Regions from separate parts of the Mus musculus genome. Here all the other regions are linked to region 2. Evidence: chromatin contacts called from public Hi-C, HiChIP or PLAC-seq and promoter capture Hi-C data. All regions are on one chromosome and are shown on one strand. The core of a region is the stretch at or near the end of the contact, and the rest is flanking DNA. Distances in the headings are between cores, read along the strand shown.

Region 1 (3,133 bases), core at 243-2,742, 1.3 Mb after region 2:
GGGGGTTGGGCGGCTGGGAAGGGAAGGGAAGGAAGGAGAGATTGCAGCCAAGTGCGACTGAAGATCTAGTCAAAGTTCTACCTCCTAAGGAAGGGTGTTTCAACAAACACTCTCACTTCTCACAAAAGGACCCCTGCCTTTTTTACAAGCAGATTCTGCAGGGATTCTTTATTGGACAGACAGAACCTCGAGCTTGCATGCCATTTTCCCCTGTGAATTCACGAAGCAAGGATGGTTTCTTTAAGGTCAGGGTGCTGCGAAGACTGTAAGAAAGTCAAGTCACAACCTCGGGCCCTAGTCACAAGTGTGCCTAGAGAGGCACTGACATTTCACTCACAGGACTGGCAACAAATGCTTTCGGGGGGCGGGGGGGGGAGGAAAAATGACTTTGGAAACTCCTGTTTTCTCTTTACCAGTCATTAAATTATACATTATCCACCTTACACGCAAACATCCAAGGGGCAGTTGACATCCCAGGGCCTGAGATGATAGACAGACACAGCTTCTGGCCCCCACCGAACTGATGAAGGCTAGTTTTTTTTGTTTTTTTTGTTTTTTTTTTTTGCTTGGAGAGATAGAGACCCATCTCTTTGTTCCCACCCACATTTGTGGCTGTTGCAGAAGATAAACCCCTCCCTCAGCCAGGGCTGTGGCCAGAGGTTAACCTAGACCCAAGCTACGTTTGAGAGGACAGATAACTGAAACCACACAAGGCTTTGGAATCCTGAGAAACGAGAAATCTACCAACGGAGAAGGATTTACTATCTGTTTCCTCTAAGGCGGGTGCAAAGTTGTTCTAACAGTTTCCGTTAGTTACAGGGGTACCAACTGGCCGCTCCTCCCCAACAGGCGGTTTTGTTCAATTAGCTTCCTTTTTTTTTTTTTTTTTTTTTTTCTTTTTCTTTTTTTTGGCGCCAGTTCCTGCGACAGAAACTGCTTGAGGGAGAATCCTCGGGGGTGTTCTCTGAGGTTTCCTTCCTCGTCCCATACAGTCATCTGAGGTGGGACAGAGGACTGTCGCAGGGCAGAGGTCCTTCATTGCCAGGAGGGGAAAGGCAGGGGGAATTCCCCTACTTTCTTCTCATCCAGTTGCAGGGTACCGCTGCTTGCCACAAAAACCCCAAGAAGGCTTTCTTTTGCCTATTCATATTGTCTATCGTGTGCCAGGTCCTGTGCTGAGCTGGGGTGGCGGAACACCGAGAGAACGCGTGGCTCTGGGGCAGCGCCCGGGTCCAGCCTCGGCTCACACCGGGAAGTCAGAGGCTGCTCACGGCAGGGGACTGGGGTGAGAGCCCCGACCCGGGAGCGCAGCGCCCGCGCACAAACTGCTGGCGAGTCAAGAGGCCTACTCCTCAGGTGTCACCACGCCGGGAAGGTGCGACTCACCGCCGCCGCCTCGGCCCCCGCCCTAGCTGGGGTCAACATGGCCGCCGAGGAGGGGGGCGGGGCGCTCCGAGTCCGGGCAGGAGCGGGGCGGGGCCGCCGTCGGCCGAGCCGGCGCGCAGGCGCGGCACGGACGGGACCCGGATGGAGGCGCTGAAGTTGGAGCTCCGCGGGGGTGGTCTGGACGCGCGGGCGCGGAGGATCCGGCGCCAGCTCTGCAACTCTGGAGTCCTCCGGGGAGGGAAGCTGTCAAACGCAGGCCGAGAGAAATTAGGCGGAGGCTGTAGAGAAGCGAGGAGCCCCGCCCCTCCGCCATAGCAGCCTCCGGCGCCGCCTCTTCCTTTGCAGCCTCCGGCCCTCGTCTGCTTCCGGCCCCGTTGCCTGGCCCGGCCCCGCGATTCCCCCGGGACGAAGCCCTGGGCCGTGGCTCCCTTGGGGTGAGGGTCACTGTCCCGTCCTGGGTAGGAACTGTGTCCGAAAAGAGCAGGCTGGAACGGGCTCCCAGTATGGCAGGGCTTAGCAGAAGGAGGCGGCTCGCTCCACGTTGCCTCTGGGTCATAACGCAGCACCCATTTGAGAGTATTAGCCTTCCGCAGAAAATCCAGGACTCCAGTTCAACAGATCTTTCCCAGTTAGGGCCCATCACCATAAGCTTCCAGCAACAACATGTGCTACAGTTGGAGAAAGTTCTGGGCTAAGCCTTGGATGTCCTGGCTGGACAAGGAATGCATACCCTTTGTTTATGGCAAAAAGCTCTCCTGACTGTGGACATAGGTTTTAGAAAGCAGTGCGTGAGGAGCTTTAAGTGGTGGGCGTGTCACTTGGCTCCAGTGAGCCTCAGTTTTCACATCCATAAAATGGCGATGGTAATTACACAGTCTTACTGGTGTCTAATGAGATCTCTGGAGCCTATTTCACGGGTAAATTAAAGAAAAATGAAACTGGTTGGTTCTAAGCATCCGGCCAGTTAAGAGTCTGATTTGGCAAGGGGCTTCTTTCAAAGGGGTGTTGGCAAAATAGCTAGAGAGATAATTGACTGTCTTGATTTTACTTTGTTTAACTTGAGTGTGGGTTGCATCTCCTGTGGCCACTGATGCCAGAGTTTGAAAGAGGGAAGGACTGAGAATCAAGATGCAGAGGTGGATTCAGTACTTTTCCTCTCTCTGCCTCCTTTGTGCGTGCGGATTGGAGGCCAGGGAAAAGAGAGGGAGGGAGGGAGAGATTGATTGAGTTTGAGTTGGGTGTCCATGTTTCTGTCATTTATTTGGGTTTAGTGAATCCAGTGTTGGAGATATCGTGGGTAGTCAGAAAATGCTGTTTCCTGCGGCTTAACTTTAAACTGAATTGTCCTAAATAAACCGACATGGAGTTGGGAGGTGAGGGGGCCTCCTTTTCTCCCGGTCTCCTGGTGATGAAGTAAGCAGCAGGCGCCCCCTCGTGCCGAGGATGGGGTACTACCGCTATTAACCAGTCTTGTTCCCTTGGCGGAGAATTTTTTCTTTTCTCCCATGCTTTCTGTGACTTTGTCATTTGCTTTTTTTTTTTTTAATTCTATTTTATGTGCATATGTTTATGTATATATGTGTGGAGCTACAGGTGCGCCTTGGCACACCTAAGTGAGGACAGAGAACAACTTTGTGGGAGTGTCTTCTCATCTTCAGCCTATGGGTCACTGTAGTGGCAAGTGCCTTTGCCCGCTGGGCCATCTTGCTTTCTAACCAGAAACACGATGGGAGAAATGCTTGGACCA
Region 2 (3,329 bases), core at 679-3,178:
AGGCTGATACTTGTCAGATTAAGGTTTTGTTCTGGACAAATGATATAAAGAACCCCAGGAGGGTTGTGTTCACTGGCAAAGGGTAATAAATGCTGGCAGCAGCTTCCTGAAGGCACTTACCTCCACCTTTGGCCCACTGCTGGAAACAGCTGTCCCCTGGCTTGCCTCCTTGGCTCGGAGACTTGCTGGCAAGTCGAAGTTGGCTGTTCCCAGAGCTTTTGCTGCGTTGGCTTTTGCTATTTCTAGTAGCTCCATTCGATCTAAGGGCATTAAGACATTCGTTATCCTCTACTAAGTACCTCTCCTAAAACAATGTTTTTCTCTTTATATGTAAAGCAATTCTAAAAAAAATCCCTTTATAGTGAGGAAAAAAACCCAACTTTCCTTAATTACCTCAACAAGTTAGTTTTGTTCTGACAAACAGCCCTATTTTGCCTTTTCTTTAAATGTTTATTTCTGTAAACTGAAGTGTTTGATAAACTTTATAGCACAGTTATCTAGACTACTAATCTTGATACAGAGTCTGCACACAAGCTCAAACTTACCTACTTTGTAACATCAAATTGCCATGTTACTTAACAGAAAGGCCAGTCAAAACCCATTTTTGAGTAAATCATGAAAAAAAAAAATGTGTTTTGACTTCACCCAGCTAGTAGGAAAGAGTGAGCCTCCTCTCTCTTGACCACCACAGCCATAAATGGACTTTAGTTCAGGTTACTGCACCGGTCACATCCGGCATGGACTTTACTCACAAGGTGAAAGGAAATACGTGAGAAACTATATTCTACCTAACTACTAACTAAACAAAAAACTCTCTCTCACTTCAAGAAATCTCAAAAGACTTCCAGCACCAAAACAAACGCAGGCCTAGATGTTAAGATGTCCTGGGCCTAATCTTACGAAATCCCAGCTAAACTGCTCAACCACATGACTCCCTGGCTGACTCACAGCGCGCTGAGGAAGTTAAACGCGGGGAGGAGCTGGGGAGGTGGCTCGGTGATAAGCGTCCAGAACTCAATCCCCAACACCACCCCCACCAAGGGCACAAACCTCAACCTGATAAAACGCACCTTTCTCACTCAGGCGAAATGGGGTTCTACTCCTGCTGCGCGACCTGGTTCTGGATCTTTCCCTCCACCTGGGGCGATCCTCGGGGTACACCGTCCGGCCGAAGCCGTAGTAGCGCCGCCCTCTAGTGATCGCGTAGTACGACCACCGGTGCTGCGACCTCCCGCGGGAGCGCGACCTGCTCCGGGAGCGGTAGGGCGACGGCGACTTGTAGTACCTCCGCGGCCGCTCGTAACGGCTGTCGCGGTGATAGCGGTGGCTGCGGGAGCGCGACCGGCTGCGTGAGTACGAGCGTGAGTAGCGCCTGTACTTGCGCTGGTGGCGCCTGCGGGACCGGGATCGGGACCGTCTGCTCCTCCGCGGCCGGCTGTGGCTGCGCGAGGACGAGCGGCTAGAGCTGCGGGAGTCGCGTCGGGAGCTGCGGGACGAAGAGCGGCTGCGGGAGCGCGACGACAGGCGGCTGGAGCGGCCCGAGCCCGAGGTGGACGGCGAGGCTTTCTCCTGCGGAGAGCCGGGCCACATGTCGTTCACGTATTTAGACATGGCGGCCGAGGACATGGCTCCCTTCTGAAAACGGAGATCGGTCCGCAAACGCAACGGCGTCTAGGAACTACAGAGAAAGTCAAGAGTCTATCATCCAGGTGGGGCGCGCAGTGCCCAGTGCGCGTGCGCGACACCCCAGGGCGAACCGGTCCCTGACCAAGCGGCCCCACTCACCTTAAACGGATGAAGAGCTCGCGAGGGCGAGAGAGGCCAAGCGGGCACCTTTCTCTGCGACCAGGAACCGAAGCGGGCGAGGTTCCCGATTCCAGCGACCGGAGAGCACAGGAACCTCCACTGCCAAAGTCCAGACTGGGACTGAGCTTAGTGGCGACGTCAGCATCGAAAATACTGGAAGCTGGCGCCGAGCATGCGCACAGACATCCGTGCGAAAGGGCGGGTCCCACTCTCGTCCAATCGCCAAGCGATGTTGGCTGCGCCTTGGAGACACGCATGCGCGTCAGTTGTCACTCCACCAACGGCCGCGCCTCCTCCCCATCCCCCACTCCCGCCCGCCTTCTACATCCGGGTATTTTGAGGATTTGTTTACTTCAGGGTTTTTTGTTTGTTTGTTTGTGGGGTCCTTGGCTGCTTTTGGATCTTGAGTTTTTTTTTGAGACAGGAGCTAGCTGTGTACCCCTGTCACGCCTCGAACTCGCGGCAATCCCCATGTCTCTGCTTCTCAGCTAGGGGGTCTGCGCCACCACGCCCAACTTTGTTTTTCTTTGTTTGGTTTGGTTTGGTTTAGTTTGGCTTCCTTTCCTGCTTTCGATTTTGAAATTCGGGAAAAGGAGAGGGTAGCAAAGAATTTAGCCGGCTCAAAAGCTGGATCAAGGACACAGAGGACAAGTCGGTTCCCGTGCCTCGGTCGTCCCCGGGTCATGTGTCGTCCCCTCCCTCCCCCAGCCGCTGCCCAGCTTCCCTTCTTGGCTCCTCCTATGGTGGAGATTGGGAGGGGTATCCCTGGACCCCGAAGATATAGTTTTAATTTAGAAAGGCTGCTTTAACGGCCTTGTTTGAGCTAATTAAGGTAATTTGAGGTCGAGACAGGAATTCCAACGACCACAGTTGACCTTTGAGGAGCAACAGTGATCCTTGATTGTGTGTGTGTGTGTGTGTGTGTGTGTGTGTGTGTGTGTGAGAGAGAGAGAGAGAGAGTAATTTGTGTGTACAGGATGCCACCGAAGACAGAGCCATTGTGGGCCACCAAGTATGGGGGTGTTGGGAACCCAGACTTTGTGCTAGGCAATGCAGCAAGTGCTCTTAATAGTAAGCCATTTCCTGAGCCCGATAGGTCTGTTCTAAGACAAGTGTGATTAGGACAGGACATTTAATCTTATTTCCAGGGCAAATTCCAAACACTCAATGTCATGAGGCATATCTGACCTTGAAAACTGTGGGTAAGTGAACAGCACTGAACGAAATAGCTATTTCAATATTGGGAGATGGTGTTCTTAGAAATTAGGCAGGGTTTTACAGAAGCTCTGGATTTTAGAGGGAGATGACAGAAATAAGGACTCTTTGTTCGTGCCTCCTTCCTCCTCCTTCCCCAATATACAGCGAAAGTGAAGAAATAAAAACCTTACTGTGGCCACCAGGATGGCTCAGCAATAAAGAATGCTTGTGGGACTGGTGAGATAGCTCAGTGGTTGAGAGCGCCGACTGTTCTTCCAAAGGTCCCAAGTTCAAGTCCCAGCGACCACATGGTGGCTCACAACCAT
Region 3 (3,056 bases), core at 148-2,647, 1.6 Mb after region 2:
TTAGGACCAGCACTCTTTTAAAGATTTGTTTATTTTTATGTATATGAGTACACTGTAGCTGTACAGATGGTTATGAACCCTCATGTAGTTGCTGGGAATTGAATTTAGGACCTTAGCTCACTCCAGTCAGCCCTGCTAGCTCCAGCCCAAAGATTCATTTATTATAAATAAGTACAATGTAACTGTCTTAGAGGCACCAGAAGAGGGCATCATATCTCATTATGGATGGTTATGAGCCACCAAGTGGTTGCTGGGATTTGAACTGAGGACCTTCGGAAGAGCAGTCAGTGCTCTTAACCGCTGAGCCATCTCTCCAACCCTGGACCAGCACTCTTAAGTGCTAAATGTTTGTACTTAGTCTCCAGCACTGCCTGGTTTCATTCCTTGTTTTCTAACCAGTTGTGTGACCCTGGGCTAGCATCTTTTTAACTACTTTATGCTTGTTTCTTCTTTTTAAAAACATAGGAACAATTGTATCTATCAAAGAGAGCATGCCCAATACAGTGAAAATAAAAGTGTTATTACTTAGACGTTGGCATACTGTGTATCTGCCACTCTAAGAGAAGAGAAATGTAAGGTGATTGCTTTTGAGTTGAAGCTCCTGGTCTCTCTCCCTTAAGTTATCTTTACTGCCACCTTTGTCACCTTGGAACTCCCTTAGAGAGGAGGGTGTCTCCGTTCTGACTTGGAGCTTGAAAGTCAGAAGAGCAATTACTTGGCTAGTATTAGATAGACCTTGTCTGCCATCGATCTGGGTTCCTAGAGCTCCCAGGTCACTCAACATAGGACCTTTTCCTTCCAGCACCTGAAGATTCGAGCATGGAACCTGTAACTTCAGCAGCCCCCTAGAGCAAGGAGCAGGCTGAGGCTTTGCTCTGGGAGGACTCAGGGTCTTAGCCTTAGGTGTCCCCTAATTTACAGCATCAAAAGCAATTTTGATGAGCTCTTAGCCCTTGGAGGGTCTGTACTGGACCTGGGAGAACATGTGGAATTGGGACTCAGAAAAGGTGTAGTGGGATGGGAGGTGCGTCCAGGTAACTAATGGTAACCGGGCGGGGCAAGTCCACGCCGCAGGACCTCTGCGATGGCGAAAAACTACGACTCCCATGATACTCCAGAGCTGAGCCCCGCTTTTCCGCCCGCCCACTGGCTGCCGTTCCCGCGAGCGGTGAAGCCGATTGGCCCCGGCGAAGTGGGGGGCTCCCCCGCTAGCAGGTTAGTGGGCGCCACCGGCAGCAGACGTTGACCGGGCGCGCGATGGAGGGGGGGTGAGGGTGGCAGAGAGGACTAGGGCCCGCGCTCACTATTCAGGAAACTGCCGAGCGCCATCGCCGTAGCGTAGCCGCGGACCGTGAGACGCGGGGCCGGCGCGGAGACTGCGTGGCGCAGGCGCAGTGCGGGACTTCTCCTGGGTCCCCAGACAGCTGGAGGAGATAAACAGAGGAGGAGGGAGGGGAGTGCGTGTGTGAGAGCGCGCGAGGGAGTGTGAGTGTGTGTGAGCGCGGGTGTGAGGCGGTGCGCAGGGGCGGGCGGAGGCGCTGTCCGGCCCCGGCCAGGCGCCGGGCGGGGAGCATGGGAAGAGGCTAGAGCTGCCCGGGTCCCCAGCCCCCTTCCCGGGATCCGCACCCCTGCTCCCGGGAGAGGGGCCGGGCCCCCCCGGACCGACATGGGCTCCTGAAGTTGCTCCGCTGCTGGTCCTGGGAAGAGACCTGACAGGTACGGGTCGCCGCCGCCCCATCCCCGCCGCAGATGTCGAGTCGGGGACCGGCTCCCAGAGCCCCGGCTCCGGGGCCGTCCGCTCTGGGCCGGCTCCCTGCTTGGGGGCCTGAGCCCGATCGCCTCGGGACTCCGGGGTGTCCCGGGAAGGGGTCAGGCCTCGGCGGCGAGGAAGGGCAGAAAGGGCCGGGGAAGGGAGGCTAGAAGAGGACTGGCTGGGAGGTCGGGGGAGGGGGTGGGGGAAGGCTGTAGGAGTCCCGCAGGCTCCACCGGGGCAGAGGTAGAAGTCGTCCTATCACGGGACTTTTATTTATTTATTTTTTGCGGAGTTTTTGACATCTGATCTGGCGCCGATCGCACTCAGGAAGAAAGGGGCAGGTGGAAGTTTCAAGAGGTCAATGACCTGGTCTGCTCTTTCCGTGTCTCTCTGCCTCTCTTTCCCTCTCTTGCTCTCTGTTTCTGTCACCCCATACTCCTTTTCTTTCTTTCTCTCCTTCTCCTTCCTCTCTCTCTCTCTCTCTCTCTCTCTCTCTATAGAGAGAGAGAGAGAGAGAGAGAGAGAGAGAGAGAGAGAGAGAGAAAGAGAGTGAGTTTTCAGGCTTCTGGCAGTCGCAGATGCCTTCAGTGGCTCATCCTGGCACCAAACTGAACTTTGCCAAGGTGTTTGCATCATCGACTGTAGCGCTAAGTACAAAGGGTCTCTGCTTGGGAGTGGGCTATTAGTACCCACTTCAAAGGGTAAATAAGAATCGGTAGAGATAAACTGCAAACCCGCAGGATCTCTTTCTGAAAAGCTTTAGTGGAGCGTCCCGTCCCACGCCCCACCCCCCACCCCCCATCCCAAGCCCGGTGATTGGAGTTTCTTGGCGACTTATGGTTTGCTCTCCGCTGCAGGTGCATTACCAGGACTAATAAGAATTAAAAAAAAAAAAGTATGAGGGTTTACATGCGATTTATCTGAGCAGTACAGACGATTTATCTTAGCAGCTGAGTGTGACTAATTTCTTGTGAATGTCTCTGGTGTTCTTAAATCTCTTGAGGTAAATGTGTTGGTGGAGCAACTTGAAAGTTTTCTCAAGTTTGAGTTTAGAAGCTGAGTACTGTGACTGTAGCTTTTCCATTCCTTCCAAGGATGGGGTGGATGATCGGGATAAAGTGTCAGATAAGCATTTTTTTTTTCATGTGTGGGTTTTAAAACAAAGTTTCATGTAGCTCAGGCAGGCCTTGAAATCATCTTGTAATTCATGCTGGCTATAAACTATTTTCCTGCCTCCAAGTCCCAAGTACAGGGATTAAGTGGTATAATGCTATTTCCCTTGGCCCTAAAGTTGTTTTGTTTT
Region 4 (3,172 bases), core at 168-2,667, 1.3 Mb after region 2:
GTTCTATTCCTTCCTTAGTACTGTTCTATTCCTTCCTTAGTACTGTTCTATTCCTTCCTTAGTACTGTTCTATTCCTTCCTTAGTACTGTTTTATTCCTTCCTTAGTACTGTTCTATTCCTTCCTTAGTACTGTTCTATTTCCTGTTCATGTGCCTGCTTGAGACAGGGCTTGATGGCCCAGAACTCTTTCTGCCTCCACACCACATTGCTGGGGTTACAGGCCTGAGATATTTTCCTGCCTCTTGTTCTTAATTTTTTTTTTCCAAGACAGGGTTTCTCCGTGTAGTCCTGGCTGTCCTAGAACTCACTCTGTAGACCAGGCTGGCCTCGAACTCAGAAATCAGCCTGCCTCTGCCTCCCAAATGCTGGGATTAAAGGCGTGCACCACCACCGCCAGGCAACTTAATTTAAATTTAATAACATCATGTCCTCCTCCAAGAAGATAGGGGGCAATTTTACCATTTTGTCCTTCCTACTATTCTGGGGACCAAACCCAGGGACTGTGGCCTCTGCTTGTTAGACAAGTTCTCTACCACTGAGCTAATCTCCAACACCTCTTCCAAGGTCTCTTGCACAGTTCCTGCAGTGGACAAAGGGTTCAAATCACACTGCACCTACCTCTCTACTCTTTCATCACACTTCTGAACACCAACTAACCAATCACTAAGCCACTTTCTGTGTAGTCACTTCCACTGTTTTTAAAATTGGGAACTGTCACATTCATTTTAGAGATGACAAAACTGAGTGAAAGGACTTTCCAAGACCATGAAATGAGTTGGGGCCGAGCTAAAATTCTATCTCAGAGGCTTTAGTTCTGCTTCAAACTTAACTCAGCCGCTATCTCCCAATGTAACTTGGGGGCGTGGCACCTATCCGCCTCCCGGTCTCAGGGATTCCTTCTGCCCGACCCGAGACACACCCTGAGGTCCCACTGGGCCATTTGGGAGAAGATGCTGCGTAGGGCGGTGTGGTGCGTGCAGAGCTCCACCTGGCCGGGGCAGTCGAAGAGAAAGTAGTGGCCTCGCAGGGGCTCCAGCTTGGCGCGCAGCCAGTCCAGGTTGGCTTCCAGGTACTCCATGCAGTAGAGCAGGCCACCGTTGGGCCCCAGGCGCAGCGCGTCCATCACGTCGCCCAGCCCCACCAGCTCGCCCACGTCCACCGCACACTCGTAAGGCAGTCCGTCGTTAGCGGGGTCCAGGTTCACCACCGCCACGCGCCGCCCCAGAGCGCGCAGGAACTCACTCATGCCCAGGCAGTACGTGGTCTTCCCCGAGCCCGGGGGCCCGATCACTGCCTGCCCGAAGGCCGTAGTCGGGGCGGCCCCCGCCATGGGTGGAGCTGGCAGCCCACGGGCGCCTCACCAAGTAAACTCAAGCAGAAAAACGAACAAACTACCCGGCAAGGAAGGGAAAAGTTCCGACTTCCGGATTCCGCCGGAACTTGTCTGGAGAGGAAGTCCCACCCACACGGCCACGGCATAGGCTGTGGTCACGCAACCGCACACCTCCGGTTTTAAGATTTCCCCAGGCTTCACTAAGGCAGATCTCCATGCCGGGTAAACTGGTTTATTCTCGCACCGATCCGTCTCTAGGCAGAGGGTAGACGTGGTAAGGGACCGCGACGCTCTCTGGATCAATTCTCTGGTCCCCTTTCCCAGCTTCACGGAGCTCTTCAGACAACCCTCAAACCCGACTGGACGGTGCCACAGGCAGTCCAGATCTTCACTGTTCTGGGCAAACCCAAACAAGCACTAGGGCCTGGAGACCAAGGGAAGGCCTTTAGGCACAAACACCCCAGGAGACGGAGGGGCTTTTGGTGATATCATCTTTGAGGTAGAGAAACTGGGCATGCTCAGGGCTGCTCCCAGGCTCTGGGCTGCTTCTCAGGTCCACAGGGCAAGATCCAGGCAGAGGGCTAAGTCCCTGCCGCAGAGTGATCCTGACCAAGGACATAGGCTCACTCGGGCTCAGGTCTGTCCAAGGCACAGCTAGAACCCTTCACAAAAGTCATATCTGTCCGAAACTTCATGCTGGTGGGTGGCTGGCGCCGGAGCAAGGTCTCCCCCTGGTCTTGGGGCAGAGGCTCATCATAGATGGTGGAAATGAGCCCCAAGCCAGTTCGACGGGGCCTCTTCAGTTGCCTAAATGGCTGTAACTTCTCTCCATGGTATCTGGATAAAACAGAGCTCTTGGTGAGAAGGCTGCTCTCTTCAAAGCCCAGTAAAGAGGTTAGCAAGAGACAGGAAGTAATTACTACATATCTGGTTTGTTCTATCAGAGCGGTCTCATGCTCATAGCACAAGAACCCGGGGCAAGGACACACTCACTCCTGAGCCACACCTCCAGCACCAAAGACAAAGCATTGTCTCCAAATTCTGCTCTCCAGCCTCTGGAGAGGAGTGTCAACTATCAGGGACCTGGGAATTTTCATTTCCACAACAGACTCCCTTATGAAGCCAAAACCCAGACTTGAGGAAATGACTTCCCTGAGGGCCCCGTGATCCTTTAAGTTGTAGGATTGGGTTTAAAATGAAAATAAGGACAGTGTCATCTATTTCTACACCTGCTGTGAAGCTGTTCATTTAGAGGGGCCCACACCCACCTCAAAACAATGGCAAGAGGGAAAGCAGACAGCAGCACAGCTGGACAATGGCCTAGGGAGCCCCTCAGGTGCACTCACCCCAAGCCGCGCTTGCATCTAGGATGCTGGCCATCTCCATCCAGGGCCTCAGGCACCCCGGAGCACCTGCTGCCCAGGCCCTGGCCTTCAGCCCAGCCCTGGCGCTCCATCACCTTCCGGCCGATGCCCTGCAAAGGAAGAAGCGAGAGTCCAGAGAAAGAAGTGGCTCAAGTGTGGCAGGGGTGCAGGCTCCATCACTTGGGAGATGGAGCAGAGATTTAAGTTCGAGGTCAGGCTGGGCTACATATGAGACCCTGCCTCAAAGGATGTAAGAAGAAGAGGGAATGGTTGGGAGGCAAAGGCAGGCGGATTTCTGAGTTCAAGGCCAGCCTAGTCTACAAAGTGACTTCCAGGACAGCCAGGGCTACACAGAGAAACCCTGTCTCGAAAAACCGGAAAAAAAAAAAAAGGAATGAAGGGAAGGGAAGGAAAGAAGAAGGGAGAGTGGGCATGCTCCTTGGAGCAGGAGGAATGGAGGAAGAGGGAATGGCA
Region 5 (3,244 bases), core at 113-2,612, 1.2 Mb after region 2:
GAGGTTCTTTCAGTCCCTGGAGCCTCTTCTGTGGGCTGTTTACAGTCTTCCAAGGTACTTGCCTTTGAAGATTGGGCTACTGGCCATTGTGAGCTAGGTTCCCTTAGGAAGTGCTAATGGAGCTTGGTTTGCCTGGAGGACTGTCTTAAGCCCCCAACGCATCAGTAGCCACCATTTTAAGAGAAGTGGTGGGATGACCACGTTTGATTTTCAAACCTCCTGACACTGATCTGATCCGGTGGTTGGATTTGTTCACAACGTAAGTGCCTTTCTTTTCTCTTTTCCTCCTTTTCTCTGGCTAAGTAGACAAGATGCGGCTTCGGCCACTCACTCCACTTTTTATAGCCACACACTTCTGCCCTCTGACTTTAAGTGACCTGGGCAGTCCCCTCCCTTCAGTCTGTTGGTAAAATGGGGGGGGGGGAGATAATCCAGACCTCATGCCCCCAGGGCCTTGTCAGAGAGGGCTAATGAGGGCAGGGCACGGGAGAACCGATAGTTTGAACAATGGTCAGTCCTCCTTTGGGGCTAGCCAAAGGGGGGGAAAAGCAGGGCTCGCTCAGCTGGGTCTCTAGAGCAGGTCTGCAAAAGGCTTTGAAGAAGAAAAGTGCTGCGGAGGTGCTAAGTCGCAGCCAAGAGCCCAGGCCCGGTGCCAGGGGGTCAGGTCCCGGCCGCGGCGGCCGCGGTTTCGGGCTCAGGCCAATTTTGCAGGCGCGGGTAAAGTTCACGCGGCCCGCTCCCTTTGGAGCGGCCGGGAGGGGACAGGCCAGGCTGGGAACGCGGCGAGCGAGGCGGCGCAGGCTCCGGAGGCGCGGGCTCCGGGCCGGGTTTTCCCCGAAGCCTTCGGCGGCGGCGCAGCCGAGCGAAAGAGGCTGAGGGCTTGCCGCCGCCGCCGCGGCTCCTTCTCTCCCCTCCTCCTTTGTGAGGGGAAGGGAGCGAGTCCATTCCACGGCCTGCGCCCGCTCCGCGCTCCAGTCCTGGTTTTTCAGGCGGCCGCGACGGCGCTGGGTAAAATGGCAGTGCTGAGCCTCGTGTCGGAGTGAGGGGGACTCGGAGGAGAGTGGGGCGCTCTAGCTGCTCAGTCCCGCCGCCCGCCCGCCCGCTCTCTCGTTCGCTCTCTCGCCCGCCCGCCCGCCGCCAAGCAGCAGCCTCGGCCCGAGCCGCGGCCGGGGAGGCGAGGCAGGGCGCCCGCCAGAGCAGCGCTCCTACTCTGCCTCCCGGCGCCCCGTCCGCCGCCGCGCGCCCTCCAGCCCGCCCGCCCGCCCGCCCGTCCCGGGTCCCCCCTCCCCCCCCGCTCCCTCCCTCCTTTCCCGCCCCCTCCCCCTCGCCTCCCTCCCTCCCTCCCTCCTCCTTTCTCCGGCAGCAGAAAGCGGAGAGTCACAGCGGGGCCAGGCCCTGGGGAGCGGAGCCTCCACCGCCCCCCTCATTCCCAGGCAAGGGCTTGGGGGGAATGAGCCGGGAGAGCCGGGTCCCGAGCCGCCAGAGCCCGGAGCAGCTGAGCCGCCGGCGCCTCGGCTGCCGCCGCCGCCTCCTCCTCCTCCTCCGCCGCCAGCCCGGAGCCTGAGCCGGCGGGGCGGGGGGGAGAGGAGCGAGCGCAGCGCAGCAGCGGAGCCCCGCGAGGCCCGCCCGGGCGGGTGGGGAGGGCAGCCCGGGGGACTCGGCCCCGGGGCGGGGTGGGAGGGGGGAGAAGACGAAGACAGGGCCGGGTCTCTCCGCGGACGAGACAGCGGGGATCATGGCCGCGCAGGTCGCCCCCGCCGCCGCCAGCAGCCTGGGCAACCCGCCGCCGCCGCCCTCGGAGCTGAAGAAAGCCGAGCAGCAACAGCGGGAGGAGGCGGGGGGCGAGGCGGCGGCGGCAGCGGCCGAGCGCGGGGAAATGAAGGCAGCCGCCGGGCAGGAGAGCGAGGGCCCCGCCGTGGGGCCGCCGCAGCCGCTGGGAAAGGAGCTGCAGGACGGGGCCGAGAGCAATGGGGGTGGCGGCGGCGGCGGAGCCGGCAGCGGCGGCGGGCCCGGCGCGGAGCCGGACCTGAAGAACTCGAACGGGAACGCGGGCCCTAGGCCCGCCCTGAACAATAACCTCCCGGAGCCGCCCGGCGGCGGCGGCGGCGGCGGCAGCAGCAGCAGCGACGGGGTGGGGGCGCCTCCTCACTCGGCCGCGGCCGCCCTGCCGCCCCCAGCCTACGGCTTCGGGCAAGCCTACGGCCGGAGCCCGTCTGCCGTCGCCGCCGCGGCGGCCGCCGTCTTCCACCAACAACATGGCGGACAACAAAGCCCTGGCCTGGCAGCGCTGCAGAGCGGCGGCGGCGGGGGCTTGGAGCCCTACGCCGGGCCCCAGCAGAACTCGCACGACCACGGCTTCCCCAACCACCAGTACAACTCCTACTACCCCAACCGCAGCGCCTACCCCCCGCCTCCCCAGGCCTACGCGCTGAGCTCCCCGAGAGGTGGCACTCCGGGCTCCGGCGCGGCGGCGGCCGCCGGCTCCAAGCCGCCTCCCTCCTCCAGCGCCTCTGCCTCCTCGTCGTCTTCGTCCTTCGCACAGCAGCGCTTCGGGGCCATGGGGGGAGGCGGCCCCTCAGCGGCCGGCGGGGGAACTCCCCAGCCCACCGCCACCCCCACCCTCAACCAACTGCTCACGTCGCCCAGCTCGGCCCGTGGCTACCAGGGCTACCCCGGGGGCGACTACGGCGGCGGGCCCCAGGACGGGGGCGCGGGCAAAGGCCCGGCGGACATGGCCTCGCAGTGCTGGGGGGCTGCGGCGGCGGCGGCGGCGGCGGCAGCGGCCGTCTCGGGAGGGGCCCAACAAAGGAGCCACCACGCGCCCATGAGCCCCGGGAGCAGCGGCGGCGGGGGGCAGCCGCTCGCCCGGACCCCTCAGGTACACAGCCGAGCGGGGAGGGGGCTGGGGCCAGCGGGGCCGGGGGGTGGGCTGGGTGGCGGCTGCGGGGAAGCAGGCCCCGGCCGTGGGCTCCCCTCGGGCTTGGGCCCCCACTGCCGGGGAGCTGCCATTGTCTGGCTCTTCTCTCTTAAAATGGCTGCCTGTCTGCCTTCCTCTCCTTCCCTCGATCAGCCTTTGTGTGGGGCTTTTCCAGGGGTGTCTGTCCGGTTTCTCCTCCTCCGCTGGTCCTTTCGAACTCTGGGGGTCTCCAGGGGGGTGCAGAGCAAAGTGTGCCTGGAAGGGCCAGGCCCGGTCGCGGGGGGGGGTGCTGGGGGTTCAGGTTAGGGGTGTAGGCAGTGTCATGAA
Region 6 (3,231 bases), core at 695-3,194, 1.4 Mb after region 2:
GCCCCCATGGCACTGCCCTCACAAGGTGCACAAACACACAGATAAGACTCATACAAATAAATAGGGGGGGGGGCTGGTGAGATGGCTCAGCAGGTAAGAGCACCCGACTGCTCTTCTGAAGGTCCTGAGTTCAAATCCCAGCAACCACATGGTGGCTCACAACCATCTGTAACAAGATCTGACTCCCTCTTCTGGTGTGTCTGAAGACAGCTACAGTGTACTTACATATAATAAATAAATAAATATTAAAAAAATAAACAGGGTGGTGGGACATCCTCTTGGAGACAGGGCAGGGGAGGAATGGGATGAGGAACTGTCAGAGGGCGGACTGGGGATAACGACTGTACTGTAAAAGGATTAAAGATTTTTTTTTTTTTTTTTTTGGTTTTTCAAGACAGGGTTTCTCTGTATAGCCCAGGCTGTCCTGGAACTCACTTTGTAGACCAGGCTGGCCTCGAACTCAGAAATCTGCCTGCCTCTGCCTCCCGAGTGCTGGGACTAAAGGCGTGCGCCACCACGCCCAGCCGGCCAATATTTTTAAAAACCCAAACAACATAAATATAAATAAAATCTAACAAGGTGTGATAACACCCACCTAAAATAATGTGTTCATGTACTTGTAGATGTCATGTTGTGTTGGTGACTGTGGAGGCCAGAAGAGGGCACCAGATCCCCTGGAATGGGAGATTGTGAGCTGCCAGACCTGGTGCTGGGAACTGAACCTGGGTCCTCTGGAAAAGCAGCATGCTCTCTTAACTGCTGAGCCATTTTAAAGCCTTGTCGTGTTGTTCTCTCTGTCTCTCTCTCTGTCTCTCTTTGTCTCTCTGTCTCTCTTTCTTCCAGGAGTGGGGGAATGACACATGGTTTCTCTGTGTAGCCCTGGCTGTCCTGGAGCTTGTTGTGCACACCAGGCTGTCCTTGGGCTCACAGAATATCCATCTGCCCCTGCCTCCCACGTGTGCACACTCACACTCAGCTGCCCACCATCTCCTTATCTGGCCCCCCACACCAAATCCTTCTCCTCCCCAAGCCGCTCTTCACATTTCCATAGATTTATTTGTGACCCATTGTATTTATTAGGGTTCCCAGCATGAACATGGGTATGTGTGTGTGTGTGGGGGGGGTAAGTTTTATTTTTAATTTATTGTCATGGGCGGGGGAGGGGCTGCACAAGCTACAGTGAGCATATGGAGGTGAAAAACCTGGTGAATTGCTTGTCTTCCCACCACGGGCTCTCTGAGATTGAGTGTAGGTTATCAGGTTTGCATAGCGAGCGCTTTTACCCAGTGAACCATCTTGAAGTTCTGACCCTCCTGCCTCCCGGGTGCTGGGTTGTGGGCGTGTGACATCACCTCCTGACTCCTTTATGATCCCAGAGATCTTCATAGTGGCAAGCTTTGAGGAAGAGGGTAGGGGATGTGGTGGGAAGTTTTCTGAGGTGTTTTTGTTAAGCTGGTGGTGGTGGCGGAGGTGGCGGTGGTTAGTGGCGGTTTTGTTTGTTTGTTTTGAGACAGGGTCTCTATTATGTAGCCCTGGCTGTCCTAGAACTCACTATGTAGACTAGGCTGATCTCGAACTCTCAAAGACCCACCTATCTCTGCCTCCCCGGACTGGAATTAGAGGTGTGTGCCACCAAACCTTGGGATGTTGTAGTTAGATTTTTTTTTTCCTATGCTGAGGAGCAGAGGATTTTTATCTCAGGACCTTGTGTATAATAAGCCATCATGTTACCTCTGACCTCACCCCCACCCCTCTCTCTGTCTCACATTGCACCGGGAGGCTCTATTTTAGACAACGTCTCCTATACCCCTGCCTGATCTCACATTTGTTATGCAGTAAAGACAGATTGACTTCAGATTCCTGCCTCCACCCCCACAGCTCTGGGACTACTGGCACGAGCCACCTGGTTTGCCGTGACTTATAAAGTTGGCACAGCTGCACCCTGCTATGAACATCAAGTCCCCGTTGTTGACCTTGACTCCCTTCAGACTGTCCCTGGACTCGTCACCAGCTTCATTAGCATGTCCTTTCTCTGTTCTGTTTTGTGATACAAACCCGATTTGCCTGTCTGTGTACCAGGTGCTGCCCATGGGGATCTGCGGGGCTCTGGCCCTGCCAAATCTCTCTGAGGGGGAGCAGGAGCAAGGCTGGCTGCCAGGCCTCTTCCAAGGCCACTGCTGCCCCGGAGTTGGTGGCAGGCAGCGGGATCCGGCAGGCAGGTGGCTAGGAGCCAAGGTTGGGGCCACAGAGAGGAAGTGGCTATGGTAGGTTGGCGCTGCTTCCATCGACAAAAGCTTCAGGAGAGAACACTGTCCCCTAAGGGTGTTACAGCTTGATTAAACAGGCGCTCTCAGACAGGCTTTGGTGAAATAACTCTTGAGCCTTTATTCCTTGTGAATAGGGTCTAATATACATTTTGGAGTGGGCTGGGGTCTAAAGGCAGATGCTTTCTGTTGGCTTGGTCTGAGAGGTTAGGGATGCCCCCTCTGCACGTGGAGGGCACTTCCTGTGTTGCCCCTACGAGACTGATTATCCAGTCCTCTTCATGGGGTGTGGTGGTCCTATGTTCCAGGACAGGAACCTGGTCAGGAGTAGATTTCAATGCCTACCGTTCTCTTACCAAATTTTCTGCCTGGTGGCACGGTCTCCTGACCCACACCTATTCACACACCTCCATCTCTCACCACCCTTAGATCCATAGGTTCTAGGATGCATTCAAGAAGCAGTGCTTGTTCCCTGGCACCTCTGTGCCTTTGCATATTCTCCTCCCTCTGTTAGGCCTCACCCTTGCAAACCCCCCCAGATGTTTCTGAACAGTCAACGCACCAGGGAAGCACCTTCCCACCTCTGGGCACAATTAATTATTGTAGTGACAATTTTGGAGTTTTAGTTTCTTTAAAAAAACAAAACAAAACACTGAAATATTAGAAGAAAGTGCTTTTCTTTTCATCGAAGGGGCTGCTGGGGACAACAGCTGACTGTGATTTGCCTCATGCTCTAGCAGAGGCATGGTTTTGCCAGCTTTGGGTAGTTTCTGCGATTGTGTGATTGTTTGGAATTCTGGGAGCTTTTCAGAGGATATATAAATGCTAGGGCCCCGAGAGGTACTGTTGGTGGTTGGGGTCATTCGGGCGTGGGGGTGGTTACAGTTTGTTCATACTCGTGTTCAAAGAAGAAACAAGAACAAAGAAATTAGATTCGGAGATCTCTCTCTCTCTCTTTTCTTCCCCT
Region 7 (3,120 bases), core at 214-2,713, 1.0 Mb before region 2:
TAAGACTCATGAGGGATCATTTCCTCACACTAGTTTGTAAAAATTATCCCTAGCTGGGCATGGTGGTCCATGCCTGTAAGCCCAGAGTCATAGCAGGCTCTGAGTTTGAAGCTAGCCTGGTCTATGTAGTGAATACCAAAGTTATATAGAAAGAAACTTTGTCTTAGATAGATAGATAGATAGATAGATAGATATTATGACCCACCATGTTACTTAATTCTCATTCTCTCCCCCTCTCCCCCTCGGGTTTATTTCCTTAACTTTTCACGTTGATATTTGCCTTTTCATTTGATCCCTGAGCAATCATTGGAAGTGGGTAGACTAAAGATGCAGAAGTGGCTTTCTTTTTCTTTCCCATTTTTTTTGTTTTTGTTTTTTTTTTTTTTTGTTTTTTTTTTGTTTTTGTTTCTTTCGACACAGGGTTTCTCTGTGTAGTCCTGGCTGTCCTGGAACTCGCTTTGTAGACCAGGCTCCCCTCGAACTCAGAAATCCGCCTGCCTCTGCCTCCCGAGTGCTGGGATTAAAGGCGTGAGCCACCATGCCCGGCCAGAAGTGGCTTTCTGGGCTTTCTGAGAGGCACCCACGAGCTGCAAGGAAAGTAGTTTTTCCAAGTGCTAATACAATGCCTAAACTCCCCAACATAAAATCGTAACAGCGCCATCACAGAGCTGAGGGTGTAGCAGTGACGCTGGCGCTGATCGCTCCTAAGTCCAACTCTCACAAAGCACCACCACCGACTGACTGGTCACTCACTAAATCATCCTGAGACTCTGCATTTTACGTATAAGCAAGCTGAGTACACACCTCTGTCACTCAGCCTAGAAAGTGGCAGATCACCCGGACACCAGTTTGCGGTTTAGCCAGCACAGCTCTTTTTGCCCCCCCCCCCTTCCTTCAAATAACTGCGCGTGGTCAGAATGCCAGGACCAAACATGCCCAAAGGACAGTTCTGAGGGAATCCCTGTCCGGCCCACGCGATCCAAGTTCTCCCCAGGCGTCCATAAAAGCAACAAGGGCCGAGTAAGGCGGCAGACAGGGATGCTTGTGTTTCCCACACTGAACACTGTTTTCCACTAATGAAGGGCCGGAGAGATCCGAAGCTCAAATAGGGGAAGGAGTCAGGGTCACCGTAAGGGAGGTAGGACGCCCAGGATGGTGTCCCCGGTCTCCACAGTCACAGCGGGTCGATTCTCTTCCCGCCGCCTCAGTTTCCCCGTTTCTTGCAATGGATCTGAGCCAGACCGGCTGGGTCCGGAACTCTCAAATCCTCCCGGCAACAGTCCCTCGAGCGGTCCCGCTCCTCCGCCTGTCACAGCAGCTGAGGAGGCCCGCCCGATCCCATGACTGTCACCCGCCTGGGGAGCACTTACAGCCCGGAGGGACGTCAAGCCCACCAGCCTCCGCGGGAAAGCCTTCCTCACTGACGCCATCTTCACTCCGGAGGCCAACCCACTGGGCACCACGTGACCGCCGATCCCTCTGTGGGCGTGGTTAGGGCCGGAGGCGGTGCATCGCTCCTCTTGTGAGGCTCCCAGTTTGGTTCCTCCCCTCAGCCTGTCTGTTTTCTTTTCCTACTCCCCTCTAAGTAGCTCTACCCTCCAATCATGCCCACTCCATGATTTTCTGAACACGTGTCCCATGAAGAGCCATGACATTTGACAGCCCATGTGTAGATCCCGAGATTTTTTTCACCTCCACCTGCTTCCCCCACGTCTTAAATCACGCCCGGTTCCAATCCAGGGCCATTTATCTGCCTTCTGAAAGGCGTTGTGTTCCCAGGGCGTGTTGGGGTTGAAGATGACTGGGAAGCTGGTGGGCCAAGCCGATGGCTCCTTTAGTCTTAAAGGAACAGGGAAGGCAAGAAGGCCTAGGTTAGCGAAGGACTGCTATAACTGTGGGCTTCTAGGGGCTACTACTGGTGCTCGGGTGACTTGTGAAACCCTGAAGCTAGCCATTAGGAAATCATTGTGTCCCTGTGTATACACTGTCTTACTTCCTTCTTGTCTTCCCGTCCTCAGCCTCAGTGGGGAAGTCTTCAAATGACTAAACATGCGTGTGCATCATGCAGAATGGCGCAGATCCCGCCCCAAAGGTTAAGGTCACAAAGTAGAATATAAAGGTTCACTGTGGAGCTGGTGAGATGGCTCAGCGGGTAAGAGCACTGACTGCTTTCCCGAAGGTCCCGAGTTCAAATGGTGGCTCACAACCACCTGTAGTGAGATCTGGCCCTCTTCTGGTATGTCTGAAGACAGCGACCATGTACTTATTAAATAAATCTTTGGGCCTGAGTGAGTGGTGGCCGACTAGAGCGAGCAGATGTCCTAAAATTAAATTTCCAACAACCACATGAAGGCTCACAACCATATGTACAGCTATAGTGTACTCATATACTCCATGTAGACCAGGCTGACCTAAACTCAGAGATCTGCCTGCCTCTACTTCTGCCTACTAAGTGCTGGAGTTAAAGATATGTGCCACGATGGCCACCAAAGTTTTAAATTATTACTAGTGTATTTACTTCATGTGCATGGCTGTTTTGCCTACATGTAAGTCTATGTAGAACACCTGTGAGGCCATAAGAGTGAAGCAAGAAAAACATCTTTGCTAAATCCTGACCTGACCTTGGGCTGACATTGAGGTCAGCTTGACCCTCAGGCACTTACAGGAATTTTTGCTAACCTGCTCTGGCCTGCTTTTGTAACCACAAGGCTTTCTGCTCCCATCAAGCAAAAACAAACCTGTCTCCACCTCTACTTTGTTTTTTTTTTAATATTTACTTATTTTATGTATATGAGTACAGTGTAGCTGTACAGATGGTTGTGAGCCTTCATGTGGTTGTTGGGAATTGAATTTAGGACCTCTGCTTTCTCCGGCCCACCCCACTCACTCCTGCCCAGAAGAGGCCGTCAGATCTCATTACGGGTGGTTGTGAGTCACTGTGTGGTTGCTGGGATTTGAACTCCGGACCTTCAGACTCTTACTTGCTGAGCCATCTCACCAGCCCTGTTTTTTGGTTTTTGTTTTGTTTTTGTTTTTCCGAGACAGGGTTTCTCTATGTATCTCTAGCTGTCTTGGAATTCACTCTGTAGATCAGGCTGGTTTCAAACTCAGAGATCCACC

Evidence for each region. Promoter capture Hi-C pulls out the DNA fragments that hold promoters and counts their contacts. A called contact is a pair of places that touch in the nucleus more often than the background predicts. HiChIP or PLAC-seq counts read pairs in DNA pulled down with a chosen protein or histone mark. Capture Hi-C pulls out chosen DNA fragments and counts their contacts.
Region 1: an HNF4G HiChIP or PLAC-seq map of pancreatic cancer cells shows a contact between it and region 2. The contact joins the promoter of Pigv here to the promoter of Rsrp1 in region 2. A contact is called at or near these places in 1 of 39 promoter capture datasets (liver), 1 of 484 Hi-C or Micro-C datasets (LSK cells), 1 of 115 datasets of contacts at active chromatin or transcription factors (pancreatic cancer cells) and 2 of 9 other capture datasets (adipose tissue and liver).
Region 3: a contact with region 2 is called in a promoter capture Hi-C map of pre-B cells, with 2.5 times the contacts expected there. The contact joins the promoter of Wdtc1 here to the promoter of Rsrp1 in region 2. A contact is called at or near these places in 2 of 39 promoter capture datasets (liver and pre-B cells).
Region 4: a contact with region 2 is called in an H3K27ac HiChIP or PLAC-seq map of bone marrow-derived dendritic cells, with 4 times the contacts expected there. The contact joins the promoter of Gpn2 here to the promoter of Rsrp1 in region 2. A contact is called at or near these places in 4 of 39 promoter capture datasets (cranial neural crest, embryonic stem cells, liver and 1 more), 1 of 115 datasets of contacts at active chromatin or transcription factors (bone marrow-derived dendritic cells) and 1 of 9 other capture datasets (adipose tissue).
Region 5: a promoter capture Hi-C map of liver shows a contact between it and region 2, with 2.0 times the contacts expected there. The contact joins the promoter of Arid1a here to the promoter of Rsrp1 in region 2. A contact is called at or near these places in 2 of 39 promoter capture datasets (liver and pre-B cells), 1 of 484 Hi-C or Micro-C datasets (CD4 T cells), 1 of 115 datasets of contacts at active chromatin or transcription factors (pancreatic cancer cells) and 1 of 9 other capture datasets (liver).
Region 6: a Hi-C map of liver shows a contact between it and region 2, with 2.6 times the contacts expected there. The contact joins the enhancer-like site here to the promoter of Rsrp1 in region 2. A contact is called at or near these places in 4 of 39 promoter capture datasets (cranial neural crest, embryonic stem cells, liver and 1 more), 1 of 484 Hi-C or Micro-C datasets (liver), 2 of 115 datasets of contacts at active chromatin or transcription factors (embryonic forebrain and hepatocytes) and 1 of 9 other capture datasets (adipose tissue).
Region 7: a contact with region 2 is called in a promoter capture Hi-C map of adipose tissue, with 2.0 times the contacts expected there. The contact joins the promoter of Hmgcl here to the promoter of Rsrp1 in region 2. A contact is called at or near these places in 1 of 484 Hi-C or Micro-C datasets (cortical neurons), 2 of 115 datasets of contacts at active chromatin or transcription factors (acute myeloid leukemia and stem cell-derived neural progenitor cells) and 2 of 9 other capture datasets (adipose tissue and liver).

The regions. Positions count from the first base shown.
Region 1 is chr4:133,671,006-133,674,138 of GRCm38.p6, reverse strand. It overlaps Pigv (phosphatidylinositol glycan anchor biosynthesis, class V), which reads left to right and starts at 1,492. Exons shown (of 4, transcript NM_178698.5): 1 at 1,492-1,820.
Region 2 is chr4:134,922,224-134,925,552 of GRCm38.p6, reverse strand. Rsrp1 (arginine/serine rich protein 1) reads right to left here and starts at 1,928. Exons shown (of 5, transcript NM_023665.3): 1 at 1,786-1,928; 2 at 1,071-1,678; 3 at 121-260. The coding sequence starts at 1,626.
Region 3 is chr4:133,337,656-133,340,711 of GRCm38.p6, reverse strand. It overlaps Wdtc1 (WD and tetratricopeptide repeats 1), which reads left to right and starts at 1,397. Exons shown (of 16, transcript NM_199306.4): 1 at 1,397-1,716.
Region 4 is chr4:133,582,618-133,585,789 of GRCm38.p6, reverse strand. Gpn2 (GPN-loop GTPase 2) reads right to left here and starts at 1,417. Exons shown (of 5, transcript NM_133884.2): 1 at 921-1,417. The coding sequence starts at 1,331. Gpatch3 (G patch domain containing 3) reads right to left here. Exons shown (of 7, transcript NM_172876.2): 6 at 2,681-2,808; 7 at 1,548-2,171. The coding sequence ends at 1,958.
Region 5 is chr4:133,752,103-133,755,346 of GRCm38.p6, reverse strand. It overlaps Arid1a (AT rich interactive domain 1A (SWI-like)), which reads left to right and starts at 1,362. Exons shown (of 20, transcript NM_001080819.2): 1 at 1,362-2,878. The coding sequence starts at 1,736.
Region 6 is chr4:133,562,199-133,565,429 of GRCm38.p6, reverse strand. No RefSeq gene overlaps it. Among named protein-coding and RNA genes, the nearest start is that of Nr0b2, 10 kb to the right of the region's middle. Within about 2 kb of position 1,944, at least 56 of the 459 cell types and tissues checked have an H3K27ac peak or open chromatin away from gene starts, as enhancers often do. A contact at or near this core is called in hepatocytes and liver, where this site is marked.
Region 7 is chr4:135,944,791-135,947,910 of GRCm38.p6, reverse strand. It overlaps Hmgcl (3-hydroxy-3-methylglutaryl-Coenzyme A lyase), which reads right to left and starts at 1,463. Exons shown (of 9, transcript NM_008254.3): 1 at 1,371-1,463. The coding sequence starts at 1,430.